2 separate regions of the Mus musculus genome follow, and region 2 is linked to region 1. Evidence: chromatin contacts called from public Hi-C data. All regions are on one chromosome and are shown on one strand. Each heading gives the region's core, a stretch centred on a gene start, on an enhancer-like site or on the middle of the called end of the contact. The rest is flanking DNA. Distances are from core to core; before and after follow the strand shown.

Region 1 (5,908 bases), core at 1,583-4,082:
TGGTACTGTTGTGAACTGTAATGAGAATATCTGCTATGCAGGATGTCTGATGTGTGACCTTTGTGGGAGTAGTGACCCACAGGTTGAGAACCACTGATTATGTACTTGAGGCTCAAAGCTGCCCAGGTCATAGGTATTGTAGGCTATGCAGGGGTACAATAATATATAATCTTTGCTGTGAAAGAAGTATAGACCCAAAATGATACCTGTGAGCTACGAAAAGTGCTATCGAAGAAGTCCTAACTCCTTATGACAAGGAGTGGGTTACAGGCTATGACAGCCACTTAGTCAGTGTATGAGCCCCCTGGGAAGAGCTGTGAAGATAGCAAAACAGAAAGAAAACTGAAGCAATGAGAGCCAGGAGGGAGCTGGACAGACTCAAGAAAGAAGACGCAGGGCACAGGAGCCTGGGAGCAAGGCATCTCTCTGGTGGCCTGGAAGGGTTAGTTAGGGTTCGGTCCTGAGTCTGAAATGGAAGTCATACCACACCTGGAAATGCTGGGTATCTGGGGGGGGGGGTGACTGCAAACCACTTTTTTGAACACTTCCGAAGAGCTTGAGCTTTTAAATAAATAATTAAAATAAAAAAGTACCCACTCAAACAGAAGACAAGTGTAGACTTGGACTCATATAAAAGAGCAAAAATGAAACATTTGTGATGTGTGTTGATAATTCTTATCAGCTCTATTGATACATAATTCACACGGCACACAATTGACCCACTTAGTGCTCTTAGTGTCTGCACAGTTGTAAGTTTATCGTCAGGATCTATTCTAGAGCATTTCTGTCCATTCCAAAAGGAAACCCCAAACTCAAAAGCAATCTTTTCCTCCTCCTCCTCCTCCTCCTAGCCCCTCGCAACCTATAATCTCATTTCCATGCCTGTACATTTGTTTGCCTTTTCTGTCTGGATATTTGGTATGAATGCAATAATTAATTCTGTATTGCTTCTGATTGCCTGCTTTGACTTAACATGTCTTCCTTGCTTATTTATGTTGTAATAGCAGCATGAGTCAGTTTCATTTTAATTGCCAAGTTATATCTCATCATATACATGTCTATAATATTTAACTCAATTGCTAAATAATATCACATATATTTCTATAACATTTTACTTACCCATTCATGAATTGATAGACATTTGTATGTCTCAGCATGAACAATACTGCTATGAATAGGTGGTGTGCACATGTTCATTGTGGGGGGGGCACGTATAGGCACAGGATTGCTGGGTCCTATGGTGCCATCTGGCACTATGTTTAGCTGTTGGAAGAACTGCTATGTTGATTCCCAAATGTTTGTCAACATTTACAATTTTTGTTTAATATCAAAAATACTGATTAAGTCCAGGAGAGTGACAATGTATCAAAAATCTGGCTGTCCCATTCACAAGTTAGGCCTCAGAACACCTGATACATGAGCACCAATCTTGTGTCTGAATTGTACACACTTTCATAAATTGCACAAGACACAAAAAGCTGCAGACATTAAATGGCATAATCTGGGAGAAATGTTGTTACATTAGGGCATGTGGAGGCTCCCTGGGAAGCTCTGTTTGAGAGTGCTTTTATTCCAAAGGGCACCATCTGGACCCATGTATGAACAGTGTGCAGTTTTAAGTGCAGGCTTTTGCTCATTAAAGTGGGTCAAACGTATATTGAATTGGAAATGACATTTAAGTTACTCTCAAACAAATATTACCTTAACCATCTTCCTTGGTCCTTGCCACCCACATCAAGTACAGCTCAATTGCTCTGATATCCTTTGCACAGGATAGAGCACAAGAGAAAGCATGTGACACTGAGGGGGTAAAGGAAACTCTCCTATGCCAATCAATACATTGTATCAAAAGTGCTGGCAAATGGAGAACTATGAATGCATATGTGTGTAACTTTTCCTCAGGAATTGACATCCCTACTTTAGATTTTTGTAAAGCGCCAAAACCTTTCATGGGTATAGATATGCCATGCCACAAGGATGACACCATTTGCTATCATTAGGAATAAACAAATAAAAATTCCTTGGAGTTTTGGTAATATTGTTTGCGTCTATTACCCTGAGCTGTTTGATTTCCTTCACAGCCTGCATCTGTTTAATTCAAATTACGCACATGTCTCTCTGGACAGTAATTTCTTCCAGCTGCTGAGATCATGGAGCAGGAGTGCTACATATTCAAAACAGCTGTTTAACTTAGGACCACTTTGCATCACACCCGGAACTGGACTACATGGCTCACGAAGACTGTACCTTCTCATTTATAAAAATATTCTGTCATTCGCTTATTAAGTGGATTTTAAAACTCCTCAACCTTGAATGTACAGAAACAAAAAGCAGTCTACCTTTACTCAAATTTCCATTTAGAAAAATGACATGCTTTGTATAAGTGTAAAATACTGACCTCAATTTGTTCAAAATGACTTATTAAGAATCAGACCAGAGAGAAAATTAGGTAAAACTGAGAATATAGTTCATTAAAGCTTTTAACCTACTTATAGGAAAAATCTTGAAAAAGAAGAATTTTGAAAAAAAAATACTGGTTGATCTCTCTCTCTCATACACACACATACACACACACACACACACACACACACACAGAGAGAGAGAGAGAGAGAGAGAGAGAGAGAGAGAGACAGACTCTCACAGCCCAGCAGCATATTTAATTGAATTTATCAAAATGCCTCCAAGCAGAATATATATTTACTCTGCTGTTTTGAATGCAAAAACCTATGAAAAAGAGAAAAAAAGCAAATCTCGGGCTGTCACTTCCTGTGTTCGCCAGGCACATAATTTTCTTCTCTGCACAAAGCAGAGGCTCCATCAGAGTAATTCACCTCCCTAGCTCCTCTGAGTAGCAACCGGCTCCTCTCAGCCCCAGCTGTTCTCCTGTGAGGCAGCGCTTTCTCTGGAGAGGGGCGGTTGGGCCTGCGAGACAGAACATAAAGCACTTAGCAACATAGTCTACAACACTCAGGGAACAGGGTCGAGGGTACAGACAGCAGCTCTCCACACCAGCCCTCCGGTAATGGAACCATGTAGATGCCTGTGAAGAGACACTGGCACATACATTCACAAGCCCAGATGGGGCTTTTAAAGTCTGATGTTGAAGGTAAAAACATCTTCGAAAATGACATAATTTGGGAGGGGGAAGAAGGTGCTGGCATGTCTCATATAAACTTGTTACTGTTTTTGTTGTTGTTGTTTTCTTGTTTGTTTTTAAGGATAAAAAGTACCACCACATGAGAGGGCTTAGTGTTTTATTTTATTTCAAATAGACTCCCATTAGCAGTACTGATAAGTATCAGAAGGACTCACTAGGCAGAACACATAGAACACTACATTCTGAAAGTATGTTTTGCTAGTTAAATTTGAGATTAGGTCTTTACACCTCTTAATTAAATTTCAAATTACTGAGTGCATAACAGCCACTCTTGACGGATGCTTATATCATAAAACTGCTGAGATCATTAGTATGGTCTGGCATGAACCTCTGTAGTTCTCATCCCAGCTCTTTTGACCATGGGAAGCTGGCTGTTCAGCCATTGGGACTGGATCATCATGTTCGCTGTGGTACTTGGCTTCCCACACATGGGGCTTTAGTGCTACATTAGTGTGTGCCTGTGAATTAAGCTGTCTTTAAAAGCACTAGGTTGTCTCTTAGTGGTAGTGTTTTACACAATTATAACTTTTTATAATTTTTTATTTCTACAGATCATCCAAAAATCAAATTATTCTAGTCAAGAATATAAATGTTACAATGATACATAATTCTAAGAGACAGATAAAATAGTTACTTAAAATGCCAGTAGACAGCACCAGTTTTTAAATAACAGAAGTTTACTCTTATTTGTGTTTTTGACCCTTAAGATGTACCTGAATAATGGAAACTTTGCCAGCAGTAGATTCAACTGCTGCCTGCACATACCTCAAATTAGCCAACTGAGGACAGTTGTGTGAATCTGTAGCATGACAGGTAAATACATTTGAACAGGTTCCAACACCCACTTTGGAGTGTGTTACTTTAACTGGCTCAAAAGCAGCACAGTAGCACTGCCTAAACTCAAGGTTCTCCGCCCACTTGCAGCCTCTGCAGCTGGAGGCACTAAGTAACAAGTGTGAACTCAGAGGATACATTAAATGGCTACTCTCCATCATCTATTCATAGAGACAAATATTTAGGAAACTAACCTGAGTGGAAGTACTATGATTTTTAGTTTAATCCATTCGTTGAATAAAAGCCCGTGAAAGTAGCATCGCTGTCCTGGGGCTGTAGAATGGTGGCTTTCCTTGGAGTGAACTGGAAAACGAGACTGAGACTGAGAAAGGAACGGACTGATTGAGAAGAGCCAGTTTGTGCTGAGTTTTGGGTTGGTTCTCCTTTCCTCCTGACCCTGCTGTTTAATTTGGCTACTGTCCGAGGCAGAGGAGTCACTGAAGTTTGTTTTCTTCCCCTCTGTTCTTTGCATGTCCTTCATGTGTCTCATTTGTCCTTTTCCCTCTGCAAAGCTGGGCAGCTTGAATGTGTCATGACATAGCTTTGTAAATCCGTGACTCCTGCATGCTCATAGGGCTTTTTCACTTGTTCTGAACACCAACAGGCAGACTCAACCCCTGTCTAACCAAGGTGTTCAGAAGGGGTTTCAGTTGTTTAAAACCAAAAGTATGGTCATAGAATGTTGAAGTGTTTATTGACAGGGGCTATAAAGTAAGCCATTTTTTTGTTTCTATTTGTTCATAAGTATGTCTATTTAAGGAAACTTCACATAGGAAATAAAACACTCCAGACATCATATCAGCTTTACCACAAAAAAAAAACAAACATAAAAACATATTGCCAGTGATAAATGTATATACCATGGTTAAGAAACCAGCTACATCTTGTCCTCTGGGAGGCTCAAAATAGTTACTGTATTCATATATCTTACACTGTTCACAAATTACATTTGTTGTCTGTATAAGTACCACACAAATGTGAATATTTCTATTTCCTATATGCTGTGTTAGTTACTGAACTACAAGCTCATGCTTTTCTTTGTTGGAGTCAGAGATGATGGATGGAACTCAACATGAAATTCAGCTTTGTACGAGAATTACCTGTCAACATTGCTTCTGGGAGGAATACCAGCACCCACTGTGTCTTCATGGTGGGAAGACTAATTTCTTTAAGACATTCAAAGATGTGAACCATTTCCTTGTTGCTGCTGGAATTCCATGGGAAGTTGGATTGTGTGTCAGCCCAGCAGTTTCCACTTCCAGGTTCTCCTGCAGTAATTATTCCAGTGACTTCTATGAAATAATGAGATATTTGCATTGCTTAGGGAGGTGGTGGCAAACGATCCAGCAATGAGTGTGATGCTGTCGTCCTTAGATCTGCTCTTCTTTGCTTCCAAGCATCCCAGGACAGTTTCTGTTCTCAGTCTCACCTTACTGTTGATATTCTCCTCTCTCAGCAGGATGTCACATAGGTCAACAGTTGGCATCATTCATGTTCCACACCAGAAATTACTATGACTCATGGGCAAGCAATGTACTTTTGGGTATCATGGTGCCATTTTTTTTTGTTTGTTTGTTTTCTTCAATACAGGGTTTCTCTGTATAGCCCCAGCTGCCCTGGAAGTCACTGTGTAGACTAGGCTGGCCTCGAACTCAGAAATCTGCCTGCCTCTTCCTCCCAAGTTCTGGGATTAAAGGCATGCGCCACCACTGCCTGGCCTGGCACCAATTTTTCAAAATTACTTTTTGAGATTACAATGTAATGCATCGTTTCGGTCTTCCCTGTCCTGCCTCCAGCCCCTCCTGAGTATCCTTCCTTGCCTTCATTTGTGTTAAGTGTTCAGCTCATGTCTACTCACATTGTTGAGACATTATGAGGTATAGCTTTTGATATTCCTAAGAGACACCAGCACCCTGA
Region 2 (5,908 bases), core at 1,402-3,901, 520 kb after region 1:
AACCCAAGGTGATGCTATGTCACTTTGCCCCCCAAGTTATCCCACATTGGTGAATAAAGATGCCAAAAGCCAATAGCTGGGCAGAAGAGATATAGGCAGGGTTTAGGGTTTCCAGGCTTGGGGAAGAGCCACAAAGGGGGTGGGGCCGTTGGGGGAAGAAGGTAGGGAGAGGAGAAGGCACCATGGGATAAGAAGCTTAAAATAATGGCCATGTGGGCTGGCTAATTGAAGTTAAGAGCAGCCCAGACAAAACATGGCAAATTTTATAATGGACTTATTGGCTGAGAAATAGACATGCTAGCATAGAGGTTAGATATCTGTCCAGCTCTTGTGCTAATTAAAGCTCATTGTAAACATAAAGGTCATGTGTGCCTTTTATCCAGGAACTAAATGGTCAGATGGAGTTTTAGAAGCCCCAATTGAGATGAAATATTTTCTACAATCTGTCACCGTGGAAGAGTGCTTTCCCATGATTCACTTTCTGACTGCAGTGAACCTTCCACAGAGTCCCTCCCCTGCCTATTCCAGCATCCTCCACAGGCTGGCCACATGTTCAACGCCTCATGTGCACTGACTGTCCTTACTCTTTCTTGCCATTCCTTGCTCTGGTGGTCCAGCCCCCAGCCTCCCTCAAAGTCTCCCTTTCATTCCATCTCTTCCCATTGAACCCTTGCTGCCCTCGGAGCCAGGTTCCCCAGATCCCCTCTGAGAGGCACCATAGCTCGTGTCGACAATGGTTTCCTGATAACGGGGCTCCTTCTCCCATCTCTTTCTCTTGTGGCTTTGTTCTCTCTGTTTCTCCGCTGACTTGCAGCACTGTCCCACCCCAGGCCCGGTACAGCTCCAGTGTATCACTTCAAGCTCTGGAGATGTTGCACTTAGGGCATGCTGCCTGGTCACTCTGGTTGCCGCCCCTGCACTCCTCCATTGTCACAGCTCACTCTTACCATGTCCGTGAAGAGAGTACCCACTGTGCCATTCGCTCTAGGACTGCAGTTCTACAGCAGTGTAACAGCCATGTCACTGTCCTGCAGCAGATTAGCAAGGCCACTGGTCCCCGCTCTGCAGGGCTCTGATGGCACCAGGGTGAAGAAGAAAGATGACTAGAGATATTTCTGAGTTGTGGGCTGCCATCTAGACTGGGTCTAGAGAACATTTCACATAAGGACAGCCCAGGACAGCCTTGCTAGGGAGGAATAATGAGAATGGATTCTATAGTGCCAGGGGCTGGAAGGACAAGGTCAAATGTAGGTGTTCTGGGGTGGTCACCCAAGTCTTTCTGGACCATGAGGGGCACAGATCCAGTCCCAAGGCCTCCCGTGAGCAGGCACCTTTGTGGCTTTTTTTTTTTTTTTTTTTTTTTTTAGGGCTAAAGCTGAGGTTTTAGAATTTGATCATGTGTTAAGAGTTTATGGGATCATTTCAGAGAAATTTCTTTCTTTCATGTCTAAAGGTTTCAGACTTTAAAGTATATATTGTATATTGAACAGATTCCTCCCTGTGCTTCCTGCCATTTCTCACCCCTCCACACTGCTGTTTATCCTTTTGTCTCCATAAAGGGTTGTACCTGACTACCAGTGCAGGTACCCACGGAAGCCAGAGGTGTGACATGCCCCAGGAGCTGCAGCTCTAGGTAACTGTGAGGCTGGGAGCAGAAATCAGGTCCTCTGCAAGAACAGAAAGTTCTCTTAATCCCTGAGCCATCTCTCCAGCCCTGAACAAATTTCTTAATATCCTGGTATGTTAGGTTGACTTTGTTCACTCGGTTGGACTAAGAAACACCACTCAGGGAATCAATGAAGCATACCTTGGGTGTGTCTGTGATAGCAAAGTGAAGTGAAAAGCCTTTCTATGGGCAAAGCCCATGAGTGAATAAAAAGAGTGAAAGGAAAGAGGAAGAAGCCTGTAGCACATCCTACTTTCTCTGTTTCCCATTCCAGAGATGAGGCATCTCAGCCACCAACATCAAGCTACCCTGTCCGCCATGCCTTCCTTTCTCCCAACCCCAATCAAATGTACCCTCCATCTTGTAACCACACAATCAATTCACGAAGACAGTAAGAAAATAGAGTCTCTCCCTCTAATGTGTTAAGGAAGTTTGTAATTCTGTACCAGGCTACATTCATAGGTATCCTGGGGTTCATGTGCCCCCACAGACTATAGGTCGAACTCACAGGCTGAAAGCTGTATGAGCAGTTATTCCTATACTTCCTTTAATCAAAATTGCTGCAGCTAGTGGCTCTGGGATCCTCACACCTATCCCCCAGACAGACAGATTGACATTCGCCTTTGTTTGACCAAATATTTTGTAAACTATCTCCCTGCTGTTAGGTTCTTATTGCCCACAGCCCATCCTTCGAGAACAGATGCTGGGGTGTTTCCAGCCGTTTATGCTTGAATAAGGACATACGTTTTAAAAGACAAATAGGGGAATTCAAGGAGTCCTAGGACCTATGAGTGAGGTCCGTGGGACTGAAGACTTTCTTACAGCAGCTCAAAGTTCATTTTACATTATCAGTTCTCCGTTGCTACCTGAACTTGGCCTCACTGCAAGAAAAGCGAATTTTAATGCACCGACACGCGGCACATGTGGGCAGTGGCCCCACCTAGGGGCAGAACGGTGTATTTTCTTTCTGTCTTCTCTTCCTGTTTATTCATTTTCTGAGTTGAAGAATGGAAAAGCTCACAGACTTGCAGACCAGGGAATTTTCCATCAGCCTATCCAGAAAGCTGGAGGATGTTTGAAGGAGACATCACTTGGAACAAAAGACTGGCCACAGCACATTTTTTTTCCCCTTAGGATGTCACCAACAAATTGGCTGCCCTGTGCCACACCCACCCCCTACCCCCATGCCCCGATTTGTCTAGAAGCACGGCTGAGGGGGAGCAGGAATGAGTTAATAGTGTGAGCCATTGACTGTCACAGGGGTGCGGGCGAGAACTGCATTGGAGGAAGGCGAGCCAGATCCACAGTTGAATGGGCTCACCCGATTCACAGATGTGGCATCAGTAACTCTGGGGTTCACATAGCTTCACTCTCTATGGAAGCTTGGGAGCAGAAAAGCCTGAGAAGCTAGGAACCGAACAGCTCTCCCAGACATAGGGATGTGACGGGGGAGGGAGTGGCCAGAGGAGCTTACAAGTGGATGGGAAGTCTTCCTTCCCACATTTTTTTCCTCCCAGGTATCTTAGCTGATCATAATGTTTATTTCAGAGGGAAGAAAGCCCTCACTCAGAGACTTGAAACCACATATCCTTCACAACTCAGAGAAAACGCTGAAGGTTGAAAGTACCTGTTTATCAAAGGGAACCTATGTTACCTCCGTTCTTGTTCGTGCAAGCTCACTGTGTTCTCATTCACACTTCACTGAGCATGAGATGACAAAACTGTACACTGATTGCATGTACGAGGCCAGACTCAATCCAGGCCACTCGGCTGACAGTTTCAACCCAATCATATATGGAAACTCCCTTGCATCAGGGCTGAAAACAGGTTAGGGAACTCACATCACTGGCATCAGGAGCCTGTGTGTGCTACAGGTGAATATGAGATTCCTGGAACATGGTGGGGAGTTAGAGAGAGGGGGTGAGGGAGTCATGGGAGGAAGAGGTGGAGAGACAGGAAGAGGAGGGCAGGAGAGAGCCCTTGGTGCTCCCGACAGAATTTGAAGAGTGATGATCTAAATCCATCCTGAAGCCGATTGTAGGAGCGCTGTCTAGAGCCTGTTGTCTCAGTGGCTAAAGCCAGCAAGAATGGCAAATGCTAGCAAGCATCTCTCCCTCCCCAGCGCCCGCCCTCACCCCTGTGTGTGTGTGTGTGTGTGTGTGTGTGTGTGTGTGCGTGCGTGTGTGTGTGTGTGTGTGCGCACGCACGCTGTGTGCCATGTATGGAGTGTTTAAGACAACTGGAAATGCCTCTGTGGGCAGCTTAAACCTACAGGCATTGCAAGCCGCCCACCTTCTCTGTGAGTTATAATGAAAACTCCCACAGCTAGTCTGCGTGTGCACAGAATCCAGACTCGGAGGTCACCAGGCTCAGGAAGAATTCAATGAAAAAGGCTTCGGCGTCTGCAGCTTGAAAGCTCACTCTCCCATCTTGGTGACTCCACCGGGTACAGACCAAGGCAAATGTGAAACTTCCACCGGCCCTGCCCAACCCTCCCCAGCACTGGAAACCAGCCCCACTTCCCATTTCCCATCTCCCGCGGTAGCTCCACTGAGGGCCGCAGCGCTGGGAGGGGAAGCACTTCAGTGCAGGGCCTTACATCACTGTCCTATTAGTCTAAGCAGAAGAGAGCAGATTGTTTATTTTGGTTCAGCTCTGCTCCAGGCTGTAACATCAGATGTAACTCCCAGAGTGACAAATTCTGATCGCAGTGTCACAGAGTAAACAAGAGCCAGGGAAGCCGGGTGAGCATGCTTCCATAGGGGGTGTGGAGTGGGATGGCGTCCAGGTCCCACTTTGAATCCCTTTGTCTTAGGCAGCCCCCCAGCCTTTCCCTGGGAATCTGTACTTTTCTTCACATCCACCCACGACCGTCAACAGCTTCCACCAGGCTAATAGACCGGGTCTTTAATTTCTTTCAAAGTATTAATGAAAGGTGATTCCTGCTTTTCCCTTAGAGCATATTTAACTCCTTTCCTAGTTCATATTTCATGAGATTTGCTGGGTATTTCTCAATGCCGCAAAGCCCAGGAGACATTAATTCTAATCTCAAGTGGCAGACTTACCCCATGAGGGTATTGCTGATACCCCGAAAGTTTGGGCCAGGACATCTGTCAAGGGGAGCCACAAGAATGACATTCTAAGGCTCAGTTCTGACCATCCATCCTCACAGAGCTCTGCAGGGTGGATAGATCCTGCTGTCACAGCAGATACTAAAGCCAGCAAGGCAACAGTCAGCTTGAGCAGTGGCTCTTTCCTGCCAATTGTAACCATCACTCACCCCAAGCCCGGGAGTGTGTGTAACAGTAGACCCCCACATTATCTGAAGGCTGCGTACCTATTTGATATCAGGGTATCCAGTCCTCATCTCACACAGGAGGCTCCTCCCACCTCAATGCAAGGAGCACAGTACCCACTGTGAAGCAGGACAAAACTGAAGCCAGCTTGCTTGACAAGACAGCATCCCTATCTGCTTCCAAGTGGGTCCAATACCTGTAAGGTGACACCAGGTGACCCCTAACTCTGGGTGTTTGTGGGTGAAAGGCTGGAGAAGCTGAAACAAGGCCAGCCCTTTATGGGTCCCTAATGGCCCTATGGCTACTCTGCCACAGTGCAAGATACTGCTATGTTGGTTGGGGACATCTTGAAACACAATGCCCCTGTTTCTTCCTCTTGTCTACTTGCTGTTGTTGGGCTTCTGTTCCTTTTTTAAGTCCAGAGAGGTGTGTTTTCCACTTACCTGTGGACTCAAAGGCCTGCCTCAAAAATAAATAATGACTCACTACAATGCCAAAGGTTAAAATTGCTATAAAGCATATTTCTCATATTAAAAAAATCTAGTGGAATTTTCTGGAAGGAATCCAAAAGGCTCCTGACAGAACTAGGGCTTTAGATGTCTGTCTCCTTCCATCACACCTCAGTCCCTGCTCCTCTGGTACCAGCAGAGAGCACAACCATAGTACCAGGCCTCTGGCTTGCCTTTGAATCTCTGGGTCAGTCACCATAGGATGTTATCCCGATGACATCATCACTACCTACCACCCAAGAACCAGAGATGACCCCAGCAGCCTGCTTTCCAGAGGGAATCCTGGTAGAATTAGCACAGGGACAAGTGTATGTTGAGATTGAGGTTGCAAATTGGGGGTGCTGGAAGCTAGATTAGCTGCAGGCTCCATATTGATATGAATCAGTACCAACCTCCTCCCCTGCTTCTTCTGCACAGGGATTGGCACCCTATGCTCC

What was found. Hi-C and Micro-C count contacts between places; a contact is called where the count stands out from the background.
Region 2: a Hi-C map of cortical neurons shows a contact between it and region 1, with 2.2 times the contacts expected there. The contact joins two enhancer-like sites. A contact is called at or near these places in 11 of 484 Hi-C or Micro-C datasets (the N1E-115 cell line, cerebellar granule neurons, cerebellum and 5 more) and 1 of 115 datasets of contacts at active chromatin or transcription factors (embryonic basal ganglia).

The regions. Positions count from the first base shown.
Region 1 is chr17:11,085,134-11,091,041 of GRCm38.p6, forward strand. All of the region lies in intron 2 of Prkn (parkin RBR E3 ubiquitin protein ligase), which reads left to right. Among named protein-coding and RNA genes, the nearest start is that of Gm41526, 46 kb to the right of the region's middle. Within about 2 kb of position 2,833, at least 29 of the 459 cell types and tissues checked have an H3K27ac peak or open chromatin away from gene starts, as enhancers often do. A contact at or near this core is called in cortical neurons, where this site is marked.
Region 2 is chr17:11,609,045-11,614,952 of GRCm38.p6, forward strand. All of the region lies in intron 6 of Prkn (parkin RBR E3 ubiquitin protein ligase), which reads left to right. Among named protein-coding and RNA genes, the nearest start is that of Gm41525, 53 kb to the right of the region's middle. Within about 2 kb of position 2,652, at least 14 of the 459 cell types and tissues checked have an H3K27ac peak or open chromatin away from gene starts, as enhancers often do. A contact at or near this core is called in cortical neurons, where this site is marked.